Linked DNA regions of Mus musculus: region 1 is linked to region 2. A link is a contact called in public promoter capture Hi-C data. All regions are on one chromosome and are shown on one strand. Each heading gives the region's core, a stretch centred on a gene start, on an enhancer-like site or on the middle of the called end of the contact. The rest is flanking DNA. Distances are from core to core; before and after follow the strand shown.

Evidence for each region. Promoter capture Hi-C pulls out the DNA fragments that hold promoters and counts their contacts.
Region 1: a contact with region 2 is called in a promoter capture Hi-C map of hippocampal neurons, with 5 times the contacts expected there. The contact joins the promoter of Otulinl here to the promoter of Retreg1 in region 2. A contact is called at or near these places in 2 of 39 promoter capture datasets (hippocampal neurons and liver) and 1 of 9 other capture datasets (liver).

Annotation. Positions count from the first base shown.
Region 1 is chr15:27,676,523-27,682,948 of GRCm38.p6, forward strand. It overlaps Otulinl (OTU deubiquitinase with linear linkage specificity like), which reads right to left and starts at 5,020. Exons shown (of 8, transcript NM_001242423.1): 1 at 4,875-5,020. The coding sequence starts at 4,929.
Region 2 is chr15:25,839,450-25,845,972 of GRCm38.p6, forward strand. It overlaps Retreg1 (reticulophagy regulator 1), which reads left to right and starts at 3,849. Exons shown (of 9, transcript NM_001034851.2): 1 at 3,849-4,163. The coding sequence starts at 3,895. It also overlaps the pseudogene Gm4824.

The DNA.
Region 1 (6,426 bases), core at 3,770-6,269, 1.8 Mb after region 2:
ATCTAGCACTGACCTAGGCCGTAAGCCTGGTGAGCTTCCAGCAGCAGCTCTCTGGCCGGCCACAGTCCCATGCTATTCAGAAACTGGCTTGTATACAAGAAGGTTGTCCTACCTCCACAGAGGGCAGGGAGCTTATCTCCATGGTGATGGGACAGGGGAGGTTAGTACCCACCTTTCTCCCCCTCTCCGAGAGAGGGGAGAGGGGGAGGAGGAGGGGGAGGAGGGGGAGATGTGTGTGTGTGTGTGGGGGGGGGCTATAGGTTGACATCAGGTGCTTTTCTTAATCAAGCTCAGGGACTCATCGAGCCTGCATGTCCAGCAGGCTCCAGGGATCTTCCCCCTCCACCCCCCTGTGCCTCCTGAGCATCTCTGAGTACAGACAAGGCCACACTGCTCCTGGCTTTTTAAGGTGCATGCTGGGAACTCAGGTCCTCCTGCTTACATGGCTGCACTCATCAACTGAGATTTCTCCCAGCTCTCAGTTCCCTTTGCCCTTGACTTTCAATGATACTCCCCTTCTGTCTCAGCTTGGAGCTGGGGGGAGGGGGTGTGCTTTCCAGAGAAAATGCGGTGGCCACACGGTTAAGACAGCAACAAATGATCTACTATGAAATTCATAATTTAGAAACATGTCTGCCATAATATTTTATGTCCTGCACTTCCTGGGATTTTTATTTCCTAGGACTCCTGGCAACAGTAATGACAGATGGTGTTCCTCCATCTCTTAGAGATAAATGTAAACTTTTAAACCATCTTTTTAATTTAAACACAATGCCACCTGTCTGTCATTCCCCTGAATAAACTGAAAAATTGTTGGTTGTTTTTTTTTTTTTTAAAATAGACTAGTACAAAGGGATCCTAGGAAAACAAGAACACATACAAAACTTTTCCTCTTGATGTGTTAGAAAGAAACATCAGTCCTCCATGAAATCAACTGCAATCAAATAAACAGACACAAGAACTCACCATGAAGACCAAGCTGGCCTTGAACTCATAGAGATCCACCTGCCTCCGACTGTTGATGCTGGGATTAAAGGCATGTGCCACCATGCCAAGCATAACGTCAATTTTTGAAAACAGATTATCTAGGTAATGTACATTTGTTAGATGGCTCAAAGGGACAGAGGAGAGAGGAGAGCCCCCGGGTGGACACGTTCATCTGATAACTCCTGAACACTGCTGCTTTCAAGAGCTACATAGAAAGAACCGTAGAGCCATGGGAATCTTGGAAGAAAAGACAAAGTTTTACAGTTTCTCTCTTTTCTTGCACACCCAGCCTGTAAGTCATCTCAGTCAATACAGTGGCATAAAAATGACAGCCTAGGTTCTCTGCTGAGAACAGGTCCAGTGAGCTGAAGAAGCTCTCACTAGGAACTGCAAGGCCTCCTTAGTCAATGGCAGGACTGTTTTAGAAGATGAGCAGGCAGATGGATGGCTAAGAATCTGCCATAAGTAAAGACCTGGGCCGGTGCCTGCCTCCTAGAGTGACTTGGAACTGGAAGCCATCCACATAGCCACAATGGCTCTAAGCACCACCGAATGAGAGCGGGGAGAATCACACAGAACTCTTTTGCCTCTGTTGCCAGCATCTCCCTACGCAGCACCCAAAGAACACAGTGAGTACCCACCACAACTGGGAAGAGACAAGCACGACGACTCTGGACAAGCCAGCCAGGGTGCTCAACCCACCTGAGAGCCAGAGAAGTTCTCTCTGGTGAACCAAAGTCTACTGGATAACTCAAGAAGACATTTTTCCTTTAATAACTACACCAGTAAAGAATCTCTACCTAGATAACACATCCGCTTTAAAAAAAAAAATTACATGCCATTGGCTAGTCATTCCATAGAAATAAGAGAAGTCTAAAAGTGGAGCAAACAAATAGCAAAACATATCAACTATAGATCTTTGGTTTAAAAACATGTGTGTGAGTCTGTCTGTATATCTGTGTGTCTGCCTGTGAGTCTGTATGTGTATAATGTAGCTGCAAATCCTTAAACCATCTTTTTTTTTCAAAGAAGGAAAATATTTCTCTCTTCCTTAGAGCAGGACTTGGGAACAGCTACTTGCACCCCTCAGGACAGTTACTAACTGCCTGAGCCCCCTGCTTACCAAGCAGCTCCCCAAGGCCAGAGGAGCTCCAGTATAAACGCCCATCCCCCGTAGTCCCTGTGGACGTAAAGTTCACACACACTGTGGGCATCACTCCTTTCTCGGCTGATACTAACTGTTCCAGTTCGCCTCTCTCCCTGGGCGCAGGCATGCTCACCTTCTGAATTCACCTCCCTGCCTAGAGACTAATGTGTTCACCCGTGGAGACAGCGTGTCTAGTGCAGGCATGACACATCTGCTCCACACACAAGGTCAGTGACTGGCGAAGGGCTTGGACATAAGGGAACGCAGGATATTCGGAAGGCAGTTTTCTAACTGGGGGAATAGTCTAGGTATGAGGTTGGGATCTTGGCCGGACAAGTTCCCATTTAAAGCAGTTTTGTATCCGAGGGATAAACCAAACAGTAAGTAGCTTCATAACAGAAGGCAAGGATGATAGTTAGGACAGCAGCACTGAGCATTACAGAGCTTTCCATGGTCTGTAAACAACCAGAACAACTTTATATGTAATAAGTGCTCTAAGCCGCAATGGGAGTCTAAAAAAATGATACTCATTATTTTCTAAATTTTGGCTTAGCTTCAGAACATACTCCCAAGACAAAATCCTTACCTACAACAGCAACATAAAACAAATAAAAGAAAGCAAAGCTGCTTCGGATGTGGCTGGAATGCCAGACCTGGCTCATGGTATTCCCCCATGTAATGTGTGTGTCCCCCACAGTGTGTGTGAACACCAGGCCTCCCAATCCCAACACTGAGGGTCCATCAAGGAGCTAAGGAGCTCCTCACAGCACAGCTGAGGATGTGCGCGCTGCCAGGGAACTTAGGGTCAGTGGTGGATGATAGCACAGCCACGGCTCAAGCCCGCCAAGAATTAAGGACCGTGAAGTAAGATAGCTGGAGTTGAATGTAGGGAAAACAAGCATCGGCCTCAGACACAGAGGTCTGCCAAAGATGCCGAAAGGCCAGCTGGTTTTACAGCACCGTGATATCACCCCTTGTAGGTGATGGTGGCTTCTCTGAGGTTTGGAGCACTGGATGAAACAACCTTCAAGATGTCTCGTCCTTGTCCAGTATTCTGACAGGGTCTCTCTAGTAACACTGTCCACAGATGCGTGCCCCCGTGAGTTTTCAATACAGAAACACGTTTAACAATACTTTAAAAAGACTATCCCCAACCCCTTCTCCATCTCCAACAATTCTATGGGGGGGGGTCTTCTATTTTTCTTTGGTTTCTGTCAAGGTTTACTAATAGTCTTAAAAGTGGATCTATGTCTTTCTTTTAGCAAATAGTTAAGAGGTATACCAAAAGGTTGTTTCCATTTCAGCTGGAGTAAGTGACTTTAAGGCCACTGTGTCGGTTTTGTTTGTTTGTTTGTTTGTTTGTTTTTTGTTTGTTGTTTTGTTTTTGGTTTTGGTTTTTGGTTTTTTTTTTTTTTTTTTTTTTTTTTGTCTTGTTTTTGTTTTTGATCTGTTTGGAAAACAGAACCAGCGAAGAGGATCTCCTATGCTCCTAAGTCCTCCCTCAGCAGTTATATTCGAAAGGGAAACGTTTTCCACAATCTTATCCTTGAATCTCACTTTGTCCTGCAAACCTACAGCAGACCCCACAGACTGAAACAAACGAAAGGTCCCTCTCTCTCCTTGGGCTCAGCGCACTGACACGCCTTGGACTTCGTGCAGAGAAAGGAAACGTTCTTGGTGGTTTTGTTAAGCCAAAGTAGGCATTCTGCAGTCTCCCAAACCAGCTCTTTCCCAGTCATGTCCTTGCCTCTGTTTCCAACTTTCTTTTCTCTGCCAAACTAAAGGAAGAAAGAAACAAAATAAAAAATGTTCGACTGGATACGCCCACAGGAAATACTTGGCTAATTCTATAATAACCTGAGGTGCATAAAGGTTAAACAAATGAGTTAATTCTCTAAACTTCAGAGACTTGGGTAATTTAGTCACAGACTAGGCTGGGAGAGGCCTTCGGAATTAACTTGTCCAGCATGCATTTCACGAATGGTTGATGTCTTGAATAACTCCTACCCAGACACTCTAGGGTGGACTGACGTCCAGACCTCGTGTCCTGAACAGTGTTGCTTCCACTACACAACACAGTGCTGTGTCAGAAGCTCCTACTAGGACGGAGAGCAGCAATTAGGAACATTCCCGGTGTCCAACAACCCCATTTACACACTGAAAGCAAGAACACACACAGCTTAGATTCACTACTAGGCTCACATTCCTTGAGTGGTAGATGGTGAAACACAGGATCCAGCGTGTGGCCCAACAAAACCTAGAGAAACTGAACCACGGACACAGCTGTGGGACCGGAAGAAAGACATTTCATCTCTAAGGTCTTTGGAGAGGACAGACCACTGCTACCCAGTGGGGCAGGGGCCCGAAATGCAATAGCGATCTACTGTCACCCTGTCCCCTTGGTGAGCATTTTTTTCCCCCTAAAGTCAAGAGTGTTCTCTGCGGTTTACAACTCTGGTTGCTGAAAAGGTGTGGGCCACATCCTCTCAAGGCGCAAACCCCGGTAGCTTAGTTTACAACCAAGTTGCTCCCTCGAGGACACCGACCAGCTTGTCCACGCGCCCGGGTACTCCTGGATAGACCCGCCTCTCTCCGATGGCCGGGGACTCAGATGCAACCCACGCACAGCCACGCGCGCGAGGTGTAGCCGTCCCCGCGCCACAAGCACCCTTCGCTCTCCCTCGCCCACCCTCCGCCGCCACTACACCCTCCGGGAGACTGTGCTCATCCCGGCGCCCACCTGAGGTGGTCCGAGCGCGCTCCCGCTCCCGCGGCGCGCTCCTCGGCGCCTCCATGCGGGATGCGCGCCTCCACCCGCGCGCACCCTCCGCTACAGCCCGGCGCCCCGCTCGCTTCTCCGCAGCCGCAGTCCCGAGCTCAGCTACTGTGACAGCCGTCCGTGCTCCCGCCCTGAACGCAGACTGACGCCCGGTGCCGCCACTCAGAAGCTAGGGCGGAGTCTAGGGCGGAGCCTCCGCGCGAGGTAGGCGTGAAGGGCGCGGCGGCGTGGAAAGCTCAGAAGCTCAGCGATGGGAGCGCTGCGGAGGCCGCGGCTCTGCCCCTAGGGCTGCACCTCCACGCTCACCCTGGGCGTTCCACTGGTTCGGATCTAGAGTCCTCTCGGGAGCTCTGCACCAGAGCCAGAGAACTTGGGGAAGAGACTGATGGGCCGAGGGACCGAATGCCCCTCACCAGCTCAGGACAGCTTGGTGCCTCGATTCCCTGTTCACCACGGGACAAACCTGCTATGTCTGCGCCGGAGAGCTAGAGGCTGGGATCCAAAAGCAACTGCACCCGGGGCTTGTTCCACTACGTGGGGCAGGGCTTCCTCGTCTTTCTGCATGGGTCAGCACATTCGGCTAATGCGTGCTTGGAACTGTTTAGGGACGAACAAGAGCATTCTTGACAAAAAGTGGTTCCATAAAGTAATTTCTTAATTGTTAAAAAACAATACAAAAAGCTAACAGAAAAAGTAAATGGCCTAACAAGAAAAGGATACAAGATTTTTTTTGCTCCTGATTAACTAATTTGATGGACCCCTCCTTTTTTCCAGAAGAAGACAAGAGAGGGGGAGGGGAAGAGGGAGGGGGAGGAGAAGAGGGAAGGGGAGAGGGAGGGGGAGGAAGAAGAAGAAGAAGAAGAAGAAGAAGAAGAAGAAGAAGAAGAAGAAGAAGAAGAGAAGAGGAGGAGGAGGAGGAGGAGGAGGAGGAGAAGAAGAAGAAGAAGAAGAAGAAGAAGAAGAAGAAGAAGAGGAGGAGGAGGAGGAGGAGGAGGAGGAGGAGAAGAAGAAGAAGAAGAAAAAGAAGAAGAAGGAGAAGAAGAAGAGAAGAAGAAGAAGAAGAAGAAGAAGAAGAAGAAGAAGAAGAAGAAGAAGAAGAAGAAGAATCATCTCCATGAGTACTTCCTTTTTCTCCAGTGCAGACAGATTCCAAATACAAAAAGACTAGCATGCAAAATATCCTGGCAGCCTCCGGAAAAATAAGCGCCATAACTAAAGAAACATGTGGAAACAGCCTGGAATTTTGTGTGAGTTCAATAGCCTTAGGGCTATGTCAACAAGTCATTGAAACATTGCAAGTCTCTCTGGATCTCAGAACAAAGGATCAAAAGGATCGTACATCTTTAGTCTTGCCTCAGAAATCCCTGTCAGACCAAAAGCCTGAGTCAGCAGCACCAGGCAACTAAGAGAGCTGGCTCAGCGGGACTTGTGGTCCACCGCGAGTGCATTTTCCCTGTTAGTGTATTTCACGAATCCCCGCATTTGCTCGTGAGATTGGTAGGGTAACCTGGGT
Region 2 (6,523 bases), core at 2,599-5,098:
ATTGATCCGTGCTTAGAGTCAGCTATTAGGTCAGTGACTAAAAATGTCCAGAGAGTTAGGAATAAGGAGTAGAAAGCTGGGTAAGCTAAGGATAGAAATGATTGGAAAATGTTAATCTACAAAAGGTCTATCTACAGCAACGATGATCCATACAACACGTTCAACGACTCCTTTTCTTGAGAACTGTGGAATCACTGCAAGAATCCAAAAGGGAAAGTGGAAACACACACACACACACACACTCGAGCATGTGTGCAAGGTCTTGCTGGTGTGTTTCTGGCTCTCCTGTGACTCAACTTGATTCTGCCTAATGAGACTCTCTCTCTACATGGGAAGTTACTTATTCCCTTTGTCTTCTGTAACAAAATTTCTACCTACTTTTAAAAGAGAAAAACATGAGTCCCTATGTGCTTAATGCTAGCCTTTTCAAGACCTGTTGGTTTCTGAATTGTTCTTTTTTTTTTCTTATTTAGTTTTTATTCATAATCATAAACTTAATTTTGCAATCCAGCTAGACTTGAAGGGGAATGAGGAAAATATGGAACCCAAAGAACTTCAGTGAGAGCAGAGATTACAGGACATTGCGAGCAGATGGGGTAGGGACGCTCTCCTGAGCTACAGAAGGAACGGTTTGATGGGTAAAACGCCCGCAAGTCAAAAGAAATTAGAGTTGTCCACAGTCGGAAATGGTGATCTTCTTGCTGGTCTTGCCATTCCTGGACCCAAAACGCTCCATGGCTTCCACAATGTTGATGCCTTCTTTCACCTTCCCAAAGACCACATGCTTGCCATCCAGCCATTCAGTCTTGGCAGTGCAGATAAAAAACTGGGAACCGTTTGTGTTGGTCCAGCATTTGCCATGGACAAGATGCCAGGACCTGTATGCTTCAGGATGAAGTTCTCATCCTCAAATTTCTCTCCGTAGATGGACCTGCCGCCAGTGCCATTATGACATGTAAAGTCACCACCCTGGCACATGAATCCTGGAATAATTCTGTGAAAGGAGGAACCCTTATAGCCAAATCCTTTCTCTCCAGTGCTCAGAGCTCGAAAGTTTTCTGCTGTCTTTGGAACTTTGTCTGCAAAACAGCTTGAAGGAGACGCGGTCCAAGGGTTTGTCATCGGCTATGATGTCGAAGAACACAGTGGGGTTGACCATGGCTGCAGCAAGCGGCGAAAAGCGACAGTGGCGTCTGCAAAGCCTGAATTGTTCTTTTTTTTTTACCCATCCAGTAGCTACAATTGTTTCCCTCTCTTTCATATTTGGGAGGGGGCAGCTTTCTGGCTTCTTTGTCCTTTTCTGATATATATTGTCTAATTATGTAGCTCATTAGTATTCATGACTCTATTCCCCCCCAAAATTGTCAAAATCAAACAAGAGTCTTAAATTTAAAAAAAAAAACCCACAAGACTTGTTTTTAATTATTTGAGTCAGGGTCTCACTGTATAGCTTTGGCTAGATTAGAGCTTGCTATGTAGACCAGGTTGGGCTTGAACTCATGGAAATCTGCCTGCTTCAGTTTCTGCTTCTGCCTCCCAAGTGCTGAGATTAAAGCCATGCGCCACATCCAAGTTGCTGCAAGCAGGGAACAAGAATTACTTTACAGCTTCCATCCAACATTAGTTTTCTGTGCTCAGGGCTGAATAAATTACGTGGGCATCACAAAGTAACTACTCAGTAATACCAATTTATGTGTCTCCACCAGTGTCTCCTTGCATTCCACAAGTTTTCAGTAATTATTAGAGGTCAGAAGTAAAGGAGGACATAGGGATAGAGGGATTAATCCAGCCTTTGTCTGAGCAGCCTTTTCTCTATAGTATTTTGGTGGGGGGCGGGGGACGGAGAAGAAAACCCTTCAGAAATCAGAGCTATTCTGGAAAGATTCATCATTAAAGGGAGACAATGAAGATGGAAATCACCCATAGCAGCCAGAGGGTAGCTTTTTGGTGACTCCCTTGCCAGCAGCTTTTACTGCATCCACAGATCCAGACAACAGATAATTAGAATTCAGGGGGAGGAGGAACTCGAAGAATCTTGTAAACTTGTTCCTGAAAGTTTATCAGTCCTGGGTTTGGACCACAGGGACACCAGTTCTACAATCCCACCGCCCTGCGTCCTCAGCTCATGTCCCTGTCAAGTACTAAACAAAGCCCAAATCACATCAAAAAGCATCTTTATCCACCCCAAGCTCCTCCACCAAGGCCAAGAAGGTCCCACATTGGACAAAGTTCTTTGGGTGGGAAGGATGACTGAATTGTTCCCATACTGCCTTTTCCTTGCTTCCAGAACCTCTCTGCATGGAGCTGTCACCCGGATGGCAAGTTGTCATTGCAGAGTAACAATGTCCTTGAAGAAAACAATGACTGATCTATACCTGCAACTCATGTGACCTTTTCCCAAGCAGAACTCCCAACAGAGAGCCCTGCTCCCTCTGGCCACGCCCACCGTGAGTCTCTGAGCTTTAACAAGTCAAGAGCTACATCCCAAACCCTTCTGAAACCTGATTTTTGGATGCAGTTTAAAGGAGAAATCTCTTGGCACTGAGGATTTCCATCACAGCGTTTATCAATTGTAAGTGATACCTTTTGGACTGTGAGTCTCTTGCAGGTAGAAGTCACATCCACAGGACCCAGCAGTGTACCAGGCACACAGTGGGTGGTCAACCAACTTTTGTGTGAACCCTAGACTTGTGATTCCTTCAAATACAACATTCATTTAGATAACTGTCCACGTCTAGCCTGTAATGTGTAAATAAATGTTTACATTCATAGACACAGAGGCCCTCTAGATTAGCATTACAAACTTTAACCCAGGGGCGGTGGTCTCTCTTTGCTTTGAGAACGCACCAAATTCATCCCGTGAATGCAGGCTGGATACAGAGTATGCCCAGAGGATACCAGGTACCCCTGATGCATCGACTCTCATGATTGCAGGAGGGGATTTCATTCTAGAGAAACGAACAGAGACTGGACATGCACAGCAGTCCTTTAGTTTTTCCCACAACCAGGAGAACCACATGGGGAGCTCCGGTATTCTTCGACCTCTGAGGCCGCCCTGTGACAGGCACATCGGATCTACTGAAACACCTCTAAAACTTGGCACACTAGCAGAGGCAGGCCACAGGCCACCCTCTGCCTTCTCTGCTTCCTGATCAGCTCAATGACATTCTGCAAAGAACAACTCACTTAACTGGAAGCGACTTTCACCAGCGTGTGCCCTGTGGTCTGGCGGGTCCTCACTCTTGAAATCAGAGGGCCAAACCGGTTCTTCCTTGACTCCAAGTGTGCTTTTCTTCCTTTCCCAAGTCAGCGTTTCTATCTGACACAGTTAGGCAGGGTGTTCCTGCAAGGGACCTGGACAAGGGCTGAGTCCTAAGTGCTAAAATACATGGCCAGGGGCACCCAGCTATTTTCTTCAATACTAAAGGATGGACGACTTGTCTGCTCTGGCTGGAGAAAGTGAGAATGCACCACCTTCCCCCTTTTAAAATCCAAAGCCCAGACTTCCCTTGGGGGCGAGTCCTCTACCTGGCCCCCTCAACTGGAAGGAAAGAGGAAGTATTTTCGTTGGTCCCAGGCTCTCCAGGGACGCCGCCCAGCTAGCACCCACGGATCCGAGCCCAGGATGTGCAGCCAGACCCAGGGCGGCCCCGCCCCTACACGAACTTGACCGCACCCTCTTTCCCGGCGCGGCCAGGCCTGACGTCACAAGGCACCCAGCCGCCAGCACCCCGCGGTGCGCACCCTGCGCCCCGACCGGTCCCCCGTTGTCTCCGCTGCTCTCCCGACGCTCACCGCCAGGCGCGCGCGCGCGCGTGCCCGCCCACCCGCCCGCCCGCCTCCCTCCCTGTCCCCGTCCCCATCCCCGTCCCCGCCAGCAAAACACCGCTGAAGATGGCGAGCCCGGCGCCCGAGGAGCACGCCACACAAGGATGCCCGGCTACCGAGGAGCAGCCGCCGCGGCCTGGAGTTCCCGGAGAGGAAGCAGGGCCAGAGGGCGCGGGGCCGCAGGTGGAGGAGGCCGCCGGGAGGGTGGCCGCCGCCCTGACCTGGCTGCTCGGGGAACCCGTGCTGTGGCTGGGCTGGCGCGCAGACGAGCTCCTGAGCTGGAAGAGGCCGCTGCGCAGCCTGCTCACCTTCCTGGGTGCCAACCTGCTGTTCTGGTGAGCGCTCGGGCTGGGTGGGGGCGCCCCAGAGGGCAGGTCACCTTGGGGCGCCCATGGCCGGATGTGGCCTGGCTGGGGGGGTTGCGGGGGCCTCTGCGGTGGAAGTGAAGCCTGGTCCCACTTGCTTGGTCACCTGTCTGAAACAGGTAGTCACCCATTTCAACTTTCCTCTAGACGCACTTCCCTGTGAGTGGCTGTCACCCTTGCTGCGGGTGTCCAGTCTCCAAGGGGAGGTGATGATGGTCAGCTGACCCACGTGAGCTCCTGTATCTAGGGATGGTCCAGAGCTCTTGAAAACTTCGGCCCTGGTATTGTTAACTCTCAGGTCTTGACCTGTACTTTCAAGTATGGGGGGTTCAGAGGCCCGAGGGCTTGAATTAATTTTTTGCACCCGCGGAGGCATATCTGGGCCACCTTAGGTACATTCTATATGCTGCTGCCTTCGTGGGCCACCAGAGATGGGCAGTGAATGATTTGTTTTTCTTTCCCCTGGAGGGTAGGGTTTACTGTCTTAGATCCCAGATGAGAAAGCAGGAGGTAAACAAACAGGTGGATTAGGTACAGCGCCCCGCCCCAAGACTGCACAGCTGTGGGGGTGGGGTGGAGGTGGAGGTGGGGGGTGGGTGGGTAGTAATTTCAGAGAAACTCCAGAGGGAATAGGGGAGGGATTTTCTTTGAGTAGCCCCCAATCAACAGGTTTGCCTCACCAGAAAGTGTTCTGCCTAGGTAAGCATCAGGCAGCGTCTGGCTCCATCACGGAACCATGAGCCGTATCGTCTGGTACTAGTTCATCAAGGGGGAAAAAAAACCTTTGTTTGCTAAGTGCCTTCATAACAAACAGGGCCCTCGAAGTTCCGAATAAGCAGTTTCCCTAACAAGTACCTATTTACAGGACGTAGGTTTCTTAACCCCAAAGTTGGGAAATAAATAAATGCATAAAAAGAGACGTAGCCTGTTATTTTTTTCTTCAAGATTAATAACTTGAGCAACGTGAAGGATTTTCTTCAGCTCCCCGCTGGTCTTGGTTTACTCTGAAAACGAGCTGTGTCTTGTTGCTGTCTGTGGATGTTAATTAGCTTTGGGTCTCTCAGTCTTGCTGTTTCTGGAGTTTAACCCAGGTCTCTATCCTGTTGTAAAGTTACCGTAGCCATTAAATGAAGAGGTTATATCATAGTGAGCTAGGCTGGGCAGGACACCAAGTCTTAGGGCTGGGTCTCAATGATTTACTAATAAGCAGCCTGTTTTAGGTTTTAAAGTTTTATTTACTTAAAAACACCACAGTTCTGAAGCTTGAAGGTACAAAAATGTAAACACTTTGAAAATCTTCTCCCTTTGAAAATCTCTTTCCCACGCCCATCTCGGCTTCTCAGCTTCCTCCCAGAGGCCACAGGGGCAGCTAGCTCTCTGAGTTGTTGTTGTTTTCTTTTTTTTTTTTTTTTTGGATGGTGCCTGTTTCAGCAGAAGTTCTGTGTGTTGTGCAGACTGTGAGCTGGCACACTAAGGATGGGTGGACGCCTTGCTGAGTACTCCTTGTTGTTTTCAACGCATAGAATTCCTTTCCAAGAGTGTTGAACCTCCCCAAGGAGGCTCAGCTGTAGTTCAGAGCATGCACATTTTGAGTGCGATAGCTGAGTCTTGTAGTGTGTATCATTTTGTACATATTATGGAACCGTTTAAAGGGTGAGTCCCACAAGAAAAACAGTTGGGTCAGAGGGCATGTGCCCTTGCATTTTCATGGCTGTCACTGTATTGTGGGTATGGCCGCCATACTGTTGTTGGGATTCTACCAGATTCTTTGCTCCCCGGCAGTGGGTGTGACAGCTTGCTCCTCTATGCTTTTGCCAAGAAGCTTCTGAAAATCGTTTTTCTCTTGTAAATCTAGTAAGGGGAAAGGGTACTCCGGGATGGTTTTAAATTTGCATTTGTCTAAGACTGAATGCTTTTCTTGTGTTCCAGGACACTGTGATTATCTTTTCTCTGCAGTGCCTATGTATCTGTTACAACAACTCTGGTTGTTTCTTCCCTTTAGACGTGGATCTTCTTATTGATTTACTGGAGCTCTTTGTATATGATGGATTTTGCATAATTAATGTAAAGAGTTGCAAACATTTTTCTTGTGATATGTGTGTGTGTGAGAGAGAGAGAGAGAGAGAGAGAGATAGAGAGAGAGATTATGTTCTGTTCTACATCTGTGTGTGTGCATATAGTAGAGGTCAGAGGGCCTCTTTAATTGCTCTCGTTAGTTTTTTTCCAACAAGCTTTCTCACTAACCCTGGAGCTCATATACGTGGCTGGGTTGATTGGTCACTGAGCCTCGGGGATCTGCCTGTCTCTAGCCCTTCATGTTGGAGTTATAG